Linked DNA regions of Mus musculus: region 2 is linked to region 1. A link is a contact called in public HiChIP or PLAC-seq data. All regions are on one chromosome and are shown on one strand. The core of a region is the stretch at or near the end of the contact, and the rest is flanking DNA. Distances in the headings are between cores, read along the strand shown.

Region 1 (6,946 bases), core at 2,762-5,261:
ATTCCTGCCTCTGGCATTTTGAGGGTTGGCCATGTGGGACCTTCCTGGGAAGGGTTTGGGGTTCTGGTGTGTCTCTAGGCAATTTTGTCTGTTTTCAGATTCCCCTTCATTTTCCGTCCATGGCTTTTGCCTGTTACTAAGGTAGTGGCTCTTTTTCTCCAGAAAACAGAGGCACAGAATGACAGTCCATATCGATCTGACCCTGGATGGCCACTGTCATGAGGGTCAGCCACATCTCACCAGCCACACAGAACATCCTATGAGCCACATTTCTTGATGTTTCACTGGTCTGCATTTTTTTTTTCTGACAGAACCAGAACAAACTACAGCATTAGAATCCCAGCAAAATTATTGTGGAGTCAAACATAGCTGTCAGCCCTCAGCTCCCTTTCCCTGTTCTAAAACAGGCCAGACTGTGTAAAGACTCAGCAAAGTTTATGAAAAAGGTGCATGCTGCCCATACCCCACAGACCAGTGCCCGGGAGGCTCATCTTCCTGCACGCTAACCCTGCCTGCCTGCAGCCATCTGCTTCAGACTGACGATGTGGCATGTGACTCTGGTCCTGGTGAGGGATGGGCACTGGGGGGCCCCTCCAGGCGTCAGAGGCCTTCATTTTCAGGGGGCCGGCCGAGGAAGTGTGAAGGAAAAGCTGAAGGGGATCCCTGTGGGGGTGGGAGGAAGAAAAGATGGTCTGCCCGGATGGGTCTCAGAGGTAACAGGAAAAGAGACCTCGCCTCAGCACCTGCGGTGTGATACCCGTCTCACCTCTGTAGATGTGTCTGTTCCGTGTTCGTGTGTCTCGTTGTGGTAGCATTAATGGGTGATGTAGTCTCACATTCCTAACTATTGTAACTTGACATTTAAAAAAAAAAAACAAACCCCACAAAAATTCCTGCCACGGGCTTGCAGATTGAAGCACTTTCAAAGTTAGGCGCTGGCGTGTGCATCCTGGGCAGCCATTTTGATGCGGCCCAGATTTCTATTATTTTATACACAAAACTTTTTTTTTCATAAATGTTATAATTTTGTGTCTGTCTTTATAAACTATTATAAGTACTATTTTTGTTATAATTCAAAATAGATATTTAGTATAAAGTTTTTGCTGTTAAATATTTGTTATTTAGTAAAATATGAATTGTTCTTTATTGTAAACATGGTTCAAAATATTAATATGCTTTTATCACAGTTGTTTTAATATTGAGAAAGCACTTGTGTGTCTCGTTTTGGTATGAGCTGGTGCTGTGTGTGTGTTTTGGCTGTCGTGTGGTTTTGATGTGTATATAATATTCCGTGTTGCATATTACAACAATGAATGCCATGCATTTTGTGAAATACTCAATGTGGCTCTTTTATTGGCTTCCGTAATAAACTGTGGGGACTCACCCTTGTCTCTGTTGGCTGTCTGGTCTCTCGCCCTTCAGACTCGTTAGAAGGCTCCTGGGGCTCTCCGTATTCCCATCAGCAATGCCTAGACCATCCTGTGAGAAAGCTCTGGGATGTGTTGTGGAGTTCCGCTCCACATTCCTACACAAGGAACAAGCTGTGACAAGGTCCAGGGCCTGACAGGGAACAGGCTGCAGGGAGGCCACACCCCTGTCAAGTGTGACTGTGACCAGATATGCCAGGTCTTTGCACCGGACCCAATGACCCACAGCTTGAAGGCTTATTCATCAGTTTGAGCTATGATGGCTGACATAAACAACCACGGGAGCTGCGGGAGGGGGCTCCCCGTTCTGAGCTCCGCCTTTCGCCTAGGCAAATGATCCTCCAAATCTGTTTCATGGGTGTCGCAGGATCATGTACATGCCCAGACCCCAGCATCTCTGCCAGGTGTTCACTCCATCCGTAGCCTGACTGTCCAGGAGGCCTGGGGTGGAGATTGTGGAAAGACAAGACTACAGGATGGGGACAAGCAATGTCCATGAGGGTTCTAGGGACTAGGGCTGTGGGAGTCGTGGGGTGGGGGGTGGAGACCAGGAGCCAGGAAGCACAGCTGGAGTCTCAAATCCTGGAGTGGCCACTGCCAGGCTCACCTGACAAAAGTCACTGTGTGGTCGCCTCTGTTCTTTCTCACAATGGCTCTGCCCACAGCACCCTGGCCCAGGCGCATTGGGACACAGGGCCTTGTTTGTTCCGCCTGGATCACAGAAGCCGATAGTGGCACTAGGGCAGGATAGTTACAGACCTTGGGCACCTATTCTTCTGTATGGTGAATGCGGTCTTCTCACCTCCCATCCCTGGATCTGCTCACCCCATCCTTCCACCTTCCACAAAGTCAGGGGGGATTTGTTTCCTCCATAAAAGCAGAATCCTGCAGTGACCTTCCTAAGGTCACAGGGAAACCAAGAGAAGGGCTGGGGACAGGTGCCCTGTAGTGGCCAGTACTCACCGCAGCTCTCTTGGGCTGGCCCAGGTCCAGCCAGCAGTCGCAGCAATGCAGGGACTGGATGTCTTGGGAACCTTTCCAGGGAGGCCATGGTTTGTCTGGGTGTGAGTTCCATCCATCCCTGTGACAGCAAATGGAGCTGCAGCGGGGCCCCAGGGCTACCCTTGGCCTGACCCCCTGCCTTGCACTGGCAGGGAGCCAGATGGGGAGCTGGTCCCCTCATCAGCTCATTCCCTGCCTTCCACATGGTGCTGAGCTGGTGGTGGTGGGGAGGGGACAATGACTTTAGCTGCTCTCCCTCCCCTTTCCCCAGCCAGCTGTAGGCTGAGCTTCCCAGGCCTGAAAGGAGCATACAGACACTGGACAGATAAACAGGGACACTGTTTGTCCCTGGACTGGGGCACCAGTTTGGAGAGAACTTAGAAGATCCACATTCAGACATCTTCCAGCCCTTTCCCAAAATTGCCTTGGCCTTGGCTGGGCTTGGCTGCCCAGGACCTCAGGGCCAGCAGGGTGAGCTGTGAGAGGCAGCCAGCTATGCCTGAAGGTTGGGAGGGAAGGAGGGAGACAGAGAAAGGGAAGGGGCAAGTCAGGGGAGGGAGTAAAGGGAGCAGGCAGGAACAAAAAGAGGAAGAGGGGGAGGGGAAAGGGTAGGAGAGAGACAGAGGAGGAGACATCAAAAGCAGGCTTCATGCCTGGCTGAGGCTCTAGGCTCTGGTCTTGGGACAATAATGAGCAGTCTGGGGCCTTTCTTCCCATAGCTTTCTCCCCTCCAACTCCATGTCCCCCAGAAGAGGCTGAGCTGGCCCACCTTGCACTGGCTCTGCTATCTCCTGGGCCTCCTAGCTCTTCATTCTGGCTGTGTGGACAGGGTGCTGTCTAACCTGGGAGGGAATAGGGGTAGTTTGGAAGGCTGGAGTCCTGGGCTGCACCCATAACAGCTCTTCTTGATTGATCTGGCTAGGTTTTCTAGGCCCTTCCTTCTCAAAATATCTTGCTCTGGGACCCTGGCTTGGTGAGATAAGGTAAGTAGGGCAGGTGGTGACTGGTGGTCCTGGGGTGTATCCTGGGGATCTCACTATGAGCTGATACCCTCAGAAGGCCTCAGGCTCTCTACCCCCACTTGAGCAAGGACCCTAATTGGCTCACTTTGAGTCATGTACCAACCCCTGGCCAGGTATCTGACTTCTTCCAACTGGTGCCCCAGAGTAGGGACAGTTGGCAGTACATGACAGACAGCCTGAAGCAGAGGCCAGAGCAGGTCAGTGGCAAGATTCAAGTTCTTGGTCTTAAAGGCCACCTCCTGACTTACCACATAGCACTGCACCGAGGCAGTTGCTTCCTGTGGGCTAACGGAGGTGTCTCTCCCGAGCCTGTCTCTGGCCTTGAGATCTCTGGTTATGCCAAAGTACTTCCTGCTTGCCTGTCTTCCCTCCCACCTTCCTTCTTCCCTTCTCTCTTTCTTCAGGAAAAACGCTCAACCTAAATTAACAGGTTAGGGACATTACTTCCTTTTACATTGCTGAGAACATCGTCACCGTGGATTCTGTCTTAAGAGTCCCTTTCACACCCCAGGGGAGGGGCTGCGCAGGCGTGCACTCTGGGGGCCAGGTTTCTGCCCAGCTTCCTTAGGATTCTGTTTGAAACTCTATAGCAGCGCTGTGAGTGGCTCACACTGGTGTGGGGAGAGCAGGGTGGAGGAGCCCAAGGAGAAGGCTGAGCCACCGTAGAGACTGGATGTGAAATAGGAGGCACACATACAGACATATGCATTTGCATACATATGTATGTATATGATGGTAATTTTGGCAGTTCTGGGGAATTGAAGCTTTAATATGCACACACATTTGTGTGATTTTAAAATTATTTAATCTATATTTTTCAAGTGTACACGCGAGAGTCAGAGGACAATTTGTAGTCACTTCTTTTCTTCTACCATGTGGGTCACCAGAATGGGGAATGACTCAGGTCAGGAGACTTTGTGGCAATCTCTTTACCTACTGAGTCATCTTGCTGACCTCCATGATGTGAATCGAAGTATATTCCTAAGGATTCACCCAGGGTGTGTACCACCGTGTAAAGATTAAGGTCACAGTTTATACACAAGCGCTCCCATGGTGACAGCACCTCTTCTGGATTCTAGCAATGCAGTGTGGCTATTGCCTTCATGTTTACTTTTCAATTACAACAGGGTCCATGCTTGAAGAGGCTGGAACAAACACCACGCCCCAGGCTTACATTTATCTTCGCACATGTGTGACCATAGGTTGGTTGCTTCACAAGCACATGCACACACGCATGCACACACATACACACGCATGCACACACACACACACACACATGCACACACATACAAAGCTTAAGCAAAGAGAAAGAATGAGCAATCTGGCCTGGAGCCGTGTCTCTGTGAGAATCCCCACTCTGCTAATGCCCTGTGCAGATGCTGTAGTTGGCAGGCAGCTTTTAGAGAGTGACAGCTTTCACGGTCCTCAGAGAGTGACCTACCCCACAGGCATCCCCGGCTCTGCCATCTCCAAGGCCTTGTTGGCATCAGGCCCAGGGCCACACAGAGCTCCTGTCCTAATAACAGTACCCCCGGGATGGCAGGGGATGGCAGAGCAGAGCCATTGATGAGAGATAGTAAATGTTAGCCTTGGACTAGTGCCTGGGACTGAGTCTGGCCCAGGCAGCCTTGGAGAACATGGGGTCTCAGCCTGGGATCTAGAGTGGCTCCGAGAGGCCTTGTTTTGCGTGTGTTCCAGCCTGAAGGAGTGAGTTCTTGGCTTCCACAGCCCGCCAAAGAGGTTCTGAGGAGATTTAGCAGGTTTGGGCCCTAACAGCAGAATGTGAGAGATAGTGTGCATGTGTGTATAGGTGCACATGTGCGCAGATGTGTGTGTCTGTGTGGTCAGTCTCAAGTGTGGTTCCTAGGAACCATCCACCTTATTTTTTATTTTGAAGACAAGTTTTCCCTCTCTATCCCTGGCTGATCTGGAACTTGCTATACAGACCAGGCTGGCCTTGAACTCACAGAGACCTATCTCCCTCTGCTTCAGACTGCTGGGGTTAAAGACCTTCATGCCTGACTCACTTTTTTTTTTAAAACATGTGTGTGTGTGTGTGTGTGTGTGTGTGTGTGTGTGTGTGTGTGTACAAATGTGTGGAGATACCAATGGAGGCTGGAAAAGATCATATCCCTTGAAGCTAGAGTTACATGCCATTGTGAGCCCCTTGCAGTGGGTGCCGGGAACCAAACTTAATCCCAGCTGGGAAAGCAGCAGGGCCTCTTAAAGGCTGAGCCATTTCTCTAGTGGCCACCTTGCTTTTTCAGATGAGGTCTCTCACTGGCCCAGAACTCCACAAGTAGACAGATGGGCTGGCTGGCTTTCAAACACCAGAATCCTCCTGTCTCTGGCTCCCAGCTCAGGGGATTCTAAATCTTTTAAAATAGGGACCCTGAGGATTCAACTTCAGCTTGGTCCCCGGCATGGCCATCATGTTGTGGGTGGAGCTATCTCACTAAAAAAATCTTTGGGATCATTTTTTTATTCCTCATTTCCCTCAGCATTAAGGTCCCCTTTTACAGCTGGCTCTGAGTCTAGGTAACACAGCCATGATCCCTTGTCTGGAAGGTAGGATTCCTCATTGTCTGGGGTTGGGGAGAATGGGGGTGGGGTAGGGGTGGGAAACCTCTTCTGGCAGTGGAGTGGCTGCTCGTAGGCCTAGGGAATTATCATCGTCTCCCAGTTTGGGAGGAAGCCACTGGGCATGACCTTACCCTGACCTTCCTGAAGGATGAGCAGCAGACAAGAGCATCCATGAAGGGGCTCTGAGCAGCGGGCGCAGGGCCAGTGCCAGCATTCCTTGCTCAGGCTTTTTGGTGGCCCCTGGGCTAGGGGTGATCTTACCTCTTGCAGCATCTTAGCTTGGCAAGTCAGGAGCCATGCCTGGGAGGCTGGGAGGGGCGAGGTGAGTGCAGAGAAAAGTCAGGGCATGTGTGGGCTGCAACCAAAGGACTAAGCATAAGGTGTGTCCCGAGGGGCCGGCTGGCAGCATGAATGTAGGGTGGGGAGGCTTTACAAAAGACCTGGGGGTCAGGGCTGACTCCGGGCTGGCTTTGAGCAGTGCTTAGAAGTGATGGCAACAGGGTGTGGGAAGGCTGGGGCCGGGAAGTGATCGTGGTGGCTCTTAGTGCCACTCCCATGGTTGAGGGCCTCACCTCTGAGGGACAGGGTGATGCCTACCCTGGAGAATAAGGCTTAGCATCTGCTTTTCAGTCTCCTGACCCCAGGAGGCCTCACTCCAAAGGCCCCAGATCACAGATGGGCATTTACGTCCTTAGCCTGGAAGTGCGTGCTGTTTGTTAATAGAAAAATGTCACCTTGGGGCCAATGGTGTGACTGAGTGGGGTGTTGAGAAAAATACCTCTTTGAATCACTACCAGACCAGAGTGTAGCTTCTGTCTTCCTGAGGAATCGAAGAGGCTGGGGTGCTGCATGGATTGGGGGGCTGCTTGCCTATCCAGGCAACTGTGAGAGGACGAATTCTCTCTCTGACTG
Region 2 (7,395 bases), core at 2,676-5,175, 840 kb before region 1:
CTTGGTGCGAGCTCTGCACATCCAGGTCCTGGTGGCCATACAATAGCTCAAGGTAGGGTCAGCGCCTTTCTCGGCAGTGCAGATATGCTGGGTTTGAATTCTCTCTCCCCCTTCCCTCCAGCCAGTTTCTGAAAAAGAGTAGAAAGAAAAGTGCCCCCAACCTGTTATCATTGCACACGCCACAAGGTACTCAGGCATCCCTGTGACCCCACCCCTCTTCAGTTGGAACTTTATTCTCATTTCACATGAGTAGAAAATAGATCCTGGTCAACTAAATGACTGGCTTCATGACAGGATGTCATACAGCCCAGGCTGGCTTTGAACTCACTCTATGGGGATGACCTCAATCTTCTTTCCACCTCCACTTCTAGTGCTGGGATAGAAGCTGTGTTCCACTGTGCCTAGTATATGCAGTGGGCTCTTTGCATGCTAGGAAGCACTCCGCTAACTGAGCTGCATTTCCAGTCCCATGACTTCTTTCATAGCCAGTAGTCTATACTCAGTATGGGTTTGCCCAACTCTAACGTGCAGAATAGACACTGGGGGTTTGGCTTCATCATAGAACACTTGCTTCATATTTTGAGACCCTGGATTTGATCCTAGCACTAGAAGGGAAAAAACGACCACAGTGGCTTACACATGTAATCCCAATCTTAGGAATGCCAAGGCAAGAGGCCATGAAGGCTGAAAAGATGACTCAGTGGGTAAAGGTACTTGCCACTAAACCTGGCGACCTGAGTTAAATCTCCAAAGACCAGCATAGTGGAATGAGAGAACTGACTCTCACAAGTAGACCTCTGACCTCCACACATGCGCTGTGCCCCATACATACCCATATAGACACATACACTCACTAAAAACAAATAAAATGTAATTAAAAGTTACAAATAAAGGCATAATGGCACATGCCTTCAATCCCGGCACTCAGGAGGCAAATCTCTGTGAGTTTGAGGCCAGCCTGGTCTCTGAAGCAAGTTCCAGTCCAGTTAGTGCTACACAGTGGGATCCTGTCTACAGCTAACCAAACAAACAAACAAACAACCAACAAAAAACAATAGAAACAACAACAAAAATAAAAAAACACGTTTTTTAAAAATGTCAAGACCTGGTAACACTTTTCATCAATCCCAGTACTCAAGAGAAGAAAGCCTGATCACTCAGAGTTTAAACACACACACGCGCGCGCACACACACACACACACACACACACACACACACACACACACACATCCCAGGGCCTAGAGACATGGTTCAGTGGTTAAGAGGGAGTACTGTTCTTACAACAGGTACCTCAGATGGCTCCAGGTCATCCAATGCCCAGGCCTCCCTAAGATGTTCATAGTTTTCTCAAGATAAAAATCTTAAACAACAACAGACAAATAACAGCACCAAAATGAAAACTAAAGGTTGAGCCTGAACGGAGCTGATTTCTCCGTACTCACAGCCCTTAGAGGGGAGGGTAAACTTTGTTTTTGGTGATCAGGAGATGGGAGAGAGTTGGGGTAGGGAGTAAACATTATTCATGGCTATGTCGGTTTGTGTGTTTTTTTGAACAGGGTCCATGTAGCCGGCTGACCTCTAATCTCAGCAATCCTCTTGCCTTGGCCTCTGGAGAGCTGGGATACCAGGCGTGTGCTACCAGACCCCCTAACTCTCTTTTCTTTCTTTCCAGATCTCACGATGGCGCCTGGGCTGGCCTGGAACTGCTTGTAGACCAGGCAGGCCAATGTGGACCTCACAAAGTTCTGTCTGCCTAAGGATCAGCTCAGATCTTCTTTCATCCATTGTAACCTTTCACACTCTTCTACAAGTGGACTTCTGGTCGATCCACTAAGCTAGCCTTTGCCGCTGGCTCCAAGGCTGGGGTGCTAAGCCTAAGGGGCACAGTCTGGCAGGAGGGAGGAGTGATGGACACCCTGAGAAAGCTCATTTTGCAGGCCAGGTGCAGAGCCTGGGGCTCTCCTAGTGGGCTGGAGGCCTGGCTGGATGTTTGCTCAGCACAGACCTGAGAGTCCTGTGAGGAAGTCTGTGTCCTGACTAATTTGTTTGCTCTTCACACTTGCACCACGGGCTACCCCTTTGGGTGACCTAGGAAGCGGTATAGATTCAGAGACTCCAGAATCCCAAGAATAGCCTAGAAAAGCCACCATCTCCAAGTTCCTGGTAGGAGAGGAGAGGGTTGAGCCCCTTCACAAGCTATAAGAGATGAGAGGGACACAGCCCACCCCCTCCTTTCCTGGGAGGAACCATGTGGTGAGATTCCCCCATAGAAGGGCTTGGACTTTTCAGGGACCACCTAGCGAGGAGCAAATGATCTTACTCTGATGTCCCACGTAGGAGATTCTGACTTGGTTGGTCCTGAGGCGGAAGTGGGGGAGGCTAGCTGTTTCCCAAGCCTTAATTGGAACCATGAACCAATGTGGCTGTGTCCCTTACCCATTCAGCAGTCTAGCTTGGGCCCTTACGTTCATTTATTTACATACTTAGTGTGTATGCGCGTACATATGTGTGCATGTGCCTACGGAAGCCAAAGGTTCGTTTTGTTTTGCTTTTTGAGACTTGATATCTCTATGTAGCCCTAGCTGGCCTAGAACTTGTTGCATAGAAAAGGCTATTCTTTTTTTGTTTTGTTTTGTTTTGTTTTTGTTTTTTTGAGACAGGATTTCTCTGTATAGCTCTGGCTGTCCTGGACCTCACTCTGTAGACCAGGCTGGCCTCGAACTCAGAAATCCGCCTGCCTCTGCCTCCCAAGTGCTGGGATTAAAGGCGTGGGCCACCACGCCCGCCGGAAAAGGCTATTCTTGACCTCACAGAAATCTGCCTGCCTCTGCCTTCCAGATGCCGGGATTACATGACTTCAGCCCCATACTCTGCGTTGTTCCACCTGGTGTTTCGAGGTGGGTTCTCTCACTGAGCTGCATTTTATCCCCCAGCCCCAGGAGTTCCGCCGAGGCAGATGGAGGTGCCAGGCCTTTTCACGTGGGTGCTGGGCGAGCGAACTCCAGTGACTTGCTTTCATCACTAGAGAGCGGAATCAGTGGCGCAGTGTCACTTCTGGGTCCGGGTCTTATGATCTGGCGTTTTCCTTCAACTTGCAATATTTATTCTTTGGGTCCAGTGGCTATGTGGAGGAGCTAAGGAGCTAAGTAGAGAGAGGAAGAAAGAGACAGACACATCCAGTTAAGATCATTTTCTATGTGTATGAATATTTTGCTTAAATGCATGCTGGGCACATGTATGTATGCCTTGGGCCTACCGAGGCCAGAGGAAGGTATCTGATTTCCTGGAATTGGAGTTACAGATGGTTATAAGCAATCTTGTAAGTACTGGGAACTGAACTTAGGACTTCTGAAAGAGTAGCGAGCGCTCATTACCACTGATCCATCTCTCCAGCCCCAGTTGGATTATTTTTCCTGGAAAAAAAAAAGTCTACTTGTGTGTGGTGGTTTTGAGAGGCCATTCCTACTCCATCTTGGAACCGGCCTCCATCTTAAAAGAAAAAAACAGCCGGGCGTGATGGCGCACACCTTTAATGCCAGCACTCGGGATGGGAGGCAGAGGCAGGTGGATTTCTGAGTTCGAGGCCAGCCTGGTCTACAAAGTGAGCTCCAGGACAGCCAGGGCTATACAGAGAAACCCTGTCTCGAAAAACCAAAAAACCCAAAAAAAAAAAAAAAAGAAAAAAACACCTGAAAACTTGACCTGCAGCAGAACCCAAGCTGCACACATGTACCAAGAAGGACCCCATGGCTTGTCTTTGGCCAGAGTTACTCCGTAATTATTTCCTAGTAACAGTTAATCAAAGATTAGTCTGATTGTTTCAGGTGAACTTTCAGACCATTCCTGATTGTATACAGTCTTGCTTCAGAGCGCCACCTGTCTGCATACAATAGTTATTCAGTTACACACATTGGGTGGTTCAACTGTCTGTAACTCCAGCTTTTTGTTGTCTGATAACCACTTCCTTGGATTCATCCCCGCCCCCAATACACACACAGAGGGTCTTCCCCTCTCCCCGCACACACACCTTCTCTTCTTCTCTACAATACCACCAGGTGGTACTGAGCCCTTTAGACGGACATACTATTTTGTTTTGGAAATATCTGCGCTCCCAGGTTTTGTTCCAGCCAGAACTCAAGAAAACACCCAATAAGGGTGCAGGGCTAGGCCTATGCAGAATGTCCTCTCTCACAGCGGGCGGCAGAGGGCGCCCGCAGACCGCTTGATGGGGGCGCCTAATTTCCAAAGCGGCGGGATCTTGCAGTCACAGTAACTAGACAGGAAGGGAATGAGACTGGAGGGACAGGCCCTCACACAGAAGTCTAGGAGTTGGGACCATTTTGGCCTACAGGTCAAAGCTACGGGAGATGAAGCTCTCATGGGGTAGGAGATGCGGCAGGCCCCTGTGCCCAGAGAGCAGCAGAGAATAAGGGAGCTGGGAACCCAACCGCAGCAACTCTGTAAGGAATTTAGACCAGCATGAAGAGTTCAGAGAGTACAGAGCTAGGCACAGATTTATTTGATCAGTTTGCACTTCCGAATAGCAAGAAAAAAGACTTTAGAACTCCACGGAGAGAGGACTGATTGCCACGATCTGTGTTTCCCAAAGGTGGGGGTCAGAGTGAGGCAAGGTGGAGTCCCTGTGTGACTCCTGAGAAAACCTAACATATGGCCTGAAGGGAAAGGGAGAAAGCTAAGGACACCTCGTTGCTGGACAGCTGAGATGGAGACAGACACTGTTTGTTCCTTTGATCACTGAGGAGAAGACAACCTGGAGGGCTGCCTGCAGGAATAGGTTGGGAGCCAACAGCACCAGGACAGGGAAGGAATCAGCCCACACCTGGAAGGTGCAGGGAGGGAGAGAAGGAGGGCAGAGAGCAGGGGCTGGGATCTAGTGGGGACATGGCTTCTGTGTGAGTCTCAAAGCACCCAGGAGTGTGTGACTGTCTTTTCCACCTGTCAGAAATTTGACTTAAGACTAAGAAACACACCTCTGACCAGGACCAAAGGAAGCTGAAGGCTTCAGGACACCAAGAACTCAGAGCTGGACTGGGGACCAGCCAGTGTTTTGGATACCATGGTTTCCTGTGCCGGGATCTACCCTGGCAGCCTGGAGAAGGGGTGTGAGAAGGGGAAAGAGGCACTGGGCCTGGAGGCAGCAAATTAGGGGCTGGAGGTGAGATTAGAAGAAGGGGGGTCCTTATTGCTCCCCTTTCCTCTCCCAGACTATCCTCTCTTCCTCTTCTCCTTGTTTCTCCTCTCCTCCTCTCCCTATCTTCTTCTTCTTCCTCCTCCTCCTCCTCCAGCCTTTTGAAACTGGACAGCATGTAGCTCAGGCTGGCCTTGAATTGTCTGATGTAAGTTGAACTTGACTCTGAGCCTTCAGCCTTCATCTCCCCACTGCTGAATTGCAAACATGTGCCACCATGTCTTGCAGCAGTGCCAATCTCCTTCCCTCATCTTCCTCCCCGCCTTCCTTTCCCCACTCCCGGTGTCCCTCCCATTCCCCTATGTTGGTAATTGAATCAACCCCGTTTTTTACCCTGGGAGTTGGCCTTCCACCTGCTCGAACTTCAGAGGATAGACAAGTTGCAAATTTCGTGGCATTGGAAAGAGGGAAGCCTCTCTAGTCCTCAGCAGGAGCCCCTCGGCGTCTCCCTTGGGTGTCCCCCTCCCAGGGACCAGTGGTTACAGCGGCCCGCACCCGCGGGCGGAATCGCGGCCAGGGGATTGAAGCGGGCCCCCTAATCTCTGATACTCTTGCGAGTCGGCTTCCCGCCCCAGGCCAGCTCCGCGAGCAAACAGGCGGGCGCGCGCCGCATCTCAAATGCCGCATTTGAGTCGCGGGAGGACGCGGATGCCTCAGGCTGGTCAGCGCCCTTCCCGGCCTAATCCCCGCCAAGCCCGGCCAGCTGCAGCCAGAGGATTAGTGCGCTGGGCCGCTTTGCTGGCTCCCTAGGGCCGCAGGCTAGTGGGGGCCCTCATCCTTTTCAGTTGAGGCTCTCTGTCCCTGGAAAGGACAGCAAGGTTGTCAGCAGGGAGGTGACAGAAGGGTGGAGACACCCTCGGACTTGATTTGCTGATGATGGCGGCTCCTCCCAGGCTGAGGAGGACATGCCCGACCACATTGTCCATCGATGGGTACAGGGTACAGGTACTCATGGGTGCCAGTGGGTTCCACACCCTGAGAGCTCATTATGGAGCTGGAGAGATGCCCAAACCACCACCAAGACTTCAACACACCTTCAATGACCTGGCTGGCCTGCTAGAAGGTAGACTACAAACCCTCACTCTGGAAGGCAGGGGGTTCAGAGGCTCCAAGCCAGACAGACACAGGTAGCTCTACAAGTAGTTAATGAGAGAGGTCATGGCAGGAAGAGAGAGGGGCATACTGTGGGAGTCTCTGCGGATAGGATGGACTTGCAAGGCTAGACCCTGCCCAGCGTTTGGCCTGTGTTTGCTTCCTACCTTTCACTGTCGGAGCCAGGCCGAGAGTCATGTCTGTCTCACCCCCAGCCCAGACCAGGAAACCTGAGCACAGCCCCTCTGGCCCACACTGGTAGTGTGGCATTTCCAGACAGAGCAAGCCTGGTGCTGTGGGCCCCTTCTTGTACTCCGTATGGGTAATTGAGGCCCAGATCCCCACCATAACCCTCAGCAGCCCGCGGAGTTCTGGAGTTTTAGGAACCTCAGCTCGGGCTGAAACAGGATTAGTCATTTTGACACAGAAAAGAATTTCAGGACTAGCCAGTTTTATGAAGGAGAGTGGGAAGATTTTATTGAAGAGATTTTAATATAGGCTTAAGCAAGAGGATTAGGAGGAAAGGGGGCACGGGAAAGAGAGGTACATCCAAGAGCCCCGACTTCATTGTTTTTACAATATCACTGGGTGGTTCCCGAGGGGCAGATGACAGGATTACCACAGTTAAGGTGAAAGTCTAGCCCACAGGAATGCAGAAAGGTAGCCAGCTATCTTTACTGTCAACAGTTTGAGAATCTTAGCCAACAGCTGGGCAAAGCAAGGAGCCCTTTCCCAAGGTCACAAACGGGGTTCACTGTTACTTAAACATGAACCATCTCTCTATGAAAGGAATAGCAACCTCATGTTGGCAGCCTTTAGAGCAAGGTTCCTTTAGAGTTCTGGGTCTTAGCTAGCTGGAGGCTGTCATGAGACTTCCGGACCCAGGATTCCTCATCCTCTCAAGCCCCTGCTTTCTCTGAGCTCCTGGAAGGGAAGCTTCAGCTGGCGGCAGAGGCTGTGCTGGGACAGAAACACAGAGACGGAGATGGAGAATTGCACAGCAAGCGGACCCACCCCAAAGTACCAGTTAGGGAGGTACACTCTCACTATGGTACAAGACAGATGGAGCTGCTGAGAGTGAGTGCTCCTTGCCT

The links. HiChIP or PLAC-seq counts read pairs in DNA pulled down with a chosen protein or histone mark.
Region 2: a FOXA1 HiChIP or PLAC-seq map of pancreatic cancer cells shows a contact between it and region 1. The contact joins two enhancer-like sites. A contact is called at or near these places in 1 of 484 Hi-C or Micro-C datasets (embryonic stem cells) and 1 of 115 datasets of contacts at active chromatin or transcription factors (pancreatic cancer cells).

Annotation. Positions count from the first base shown.
Region 1 is chr6:84,565,861-84,572,806 of GRCm38.p6, reverse strand. It overlaps Cyp26b1 (cytochrome P450, family 26, subfamily b, polypeptide 1), which reads left to right. Exons shown (of 7, transcript NM_001177713.1): 7 at 1-1,393. Among named protein-coding and RNA genes, the nearest start is that of Cyp26b1, 25 kb to the left of the region's middle. Within about 2 kb of position 4,011, at least 36 of the 459 cell types and tissues checked have an H3K27ac peak or open chromatin away from gene starts, as enhancers often do. A contact at or near this core is called in pancreatic cancer cells, where this site is marked.
Region 2 is chr6:85,407,686-85,415,080 of GRCm38.p6, reverse strand. No RefSeq gene overlaps it. Among named protein-coding and RNA genes, the nearest start is that of Noto, 13 kb to the left of the region's middle. Within about 2 kb of position 3,925, at least 28 of the 459 cell types and tissues checked have an H3K27ac peak or open chromatin away from gene starts, as enhancers often do. A contact at or near this core is called in pancreatic cancer cells, where this site is marked.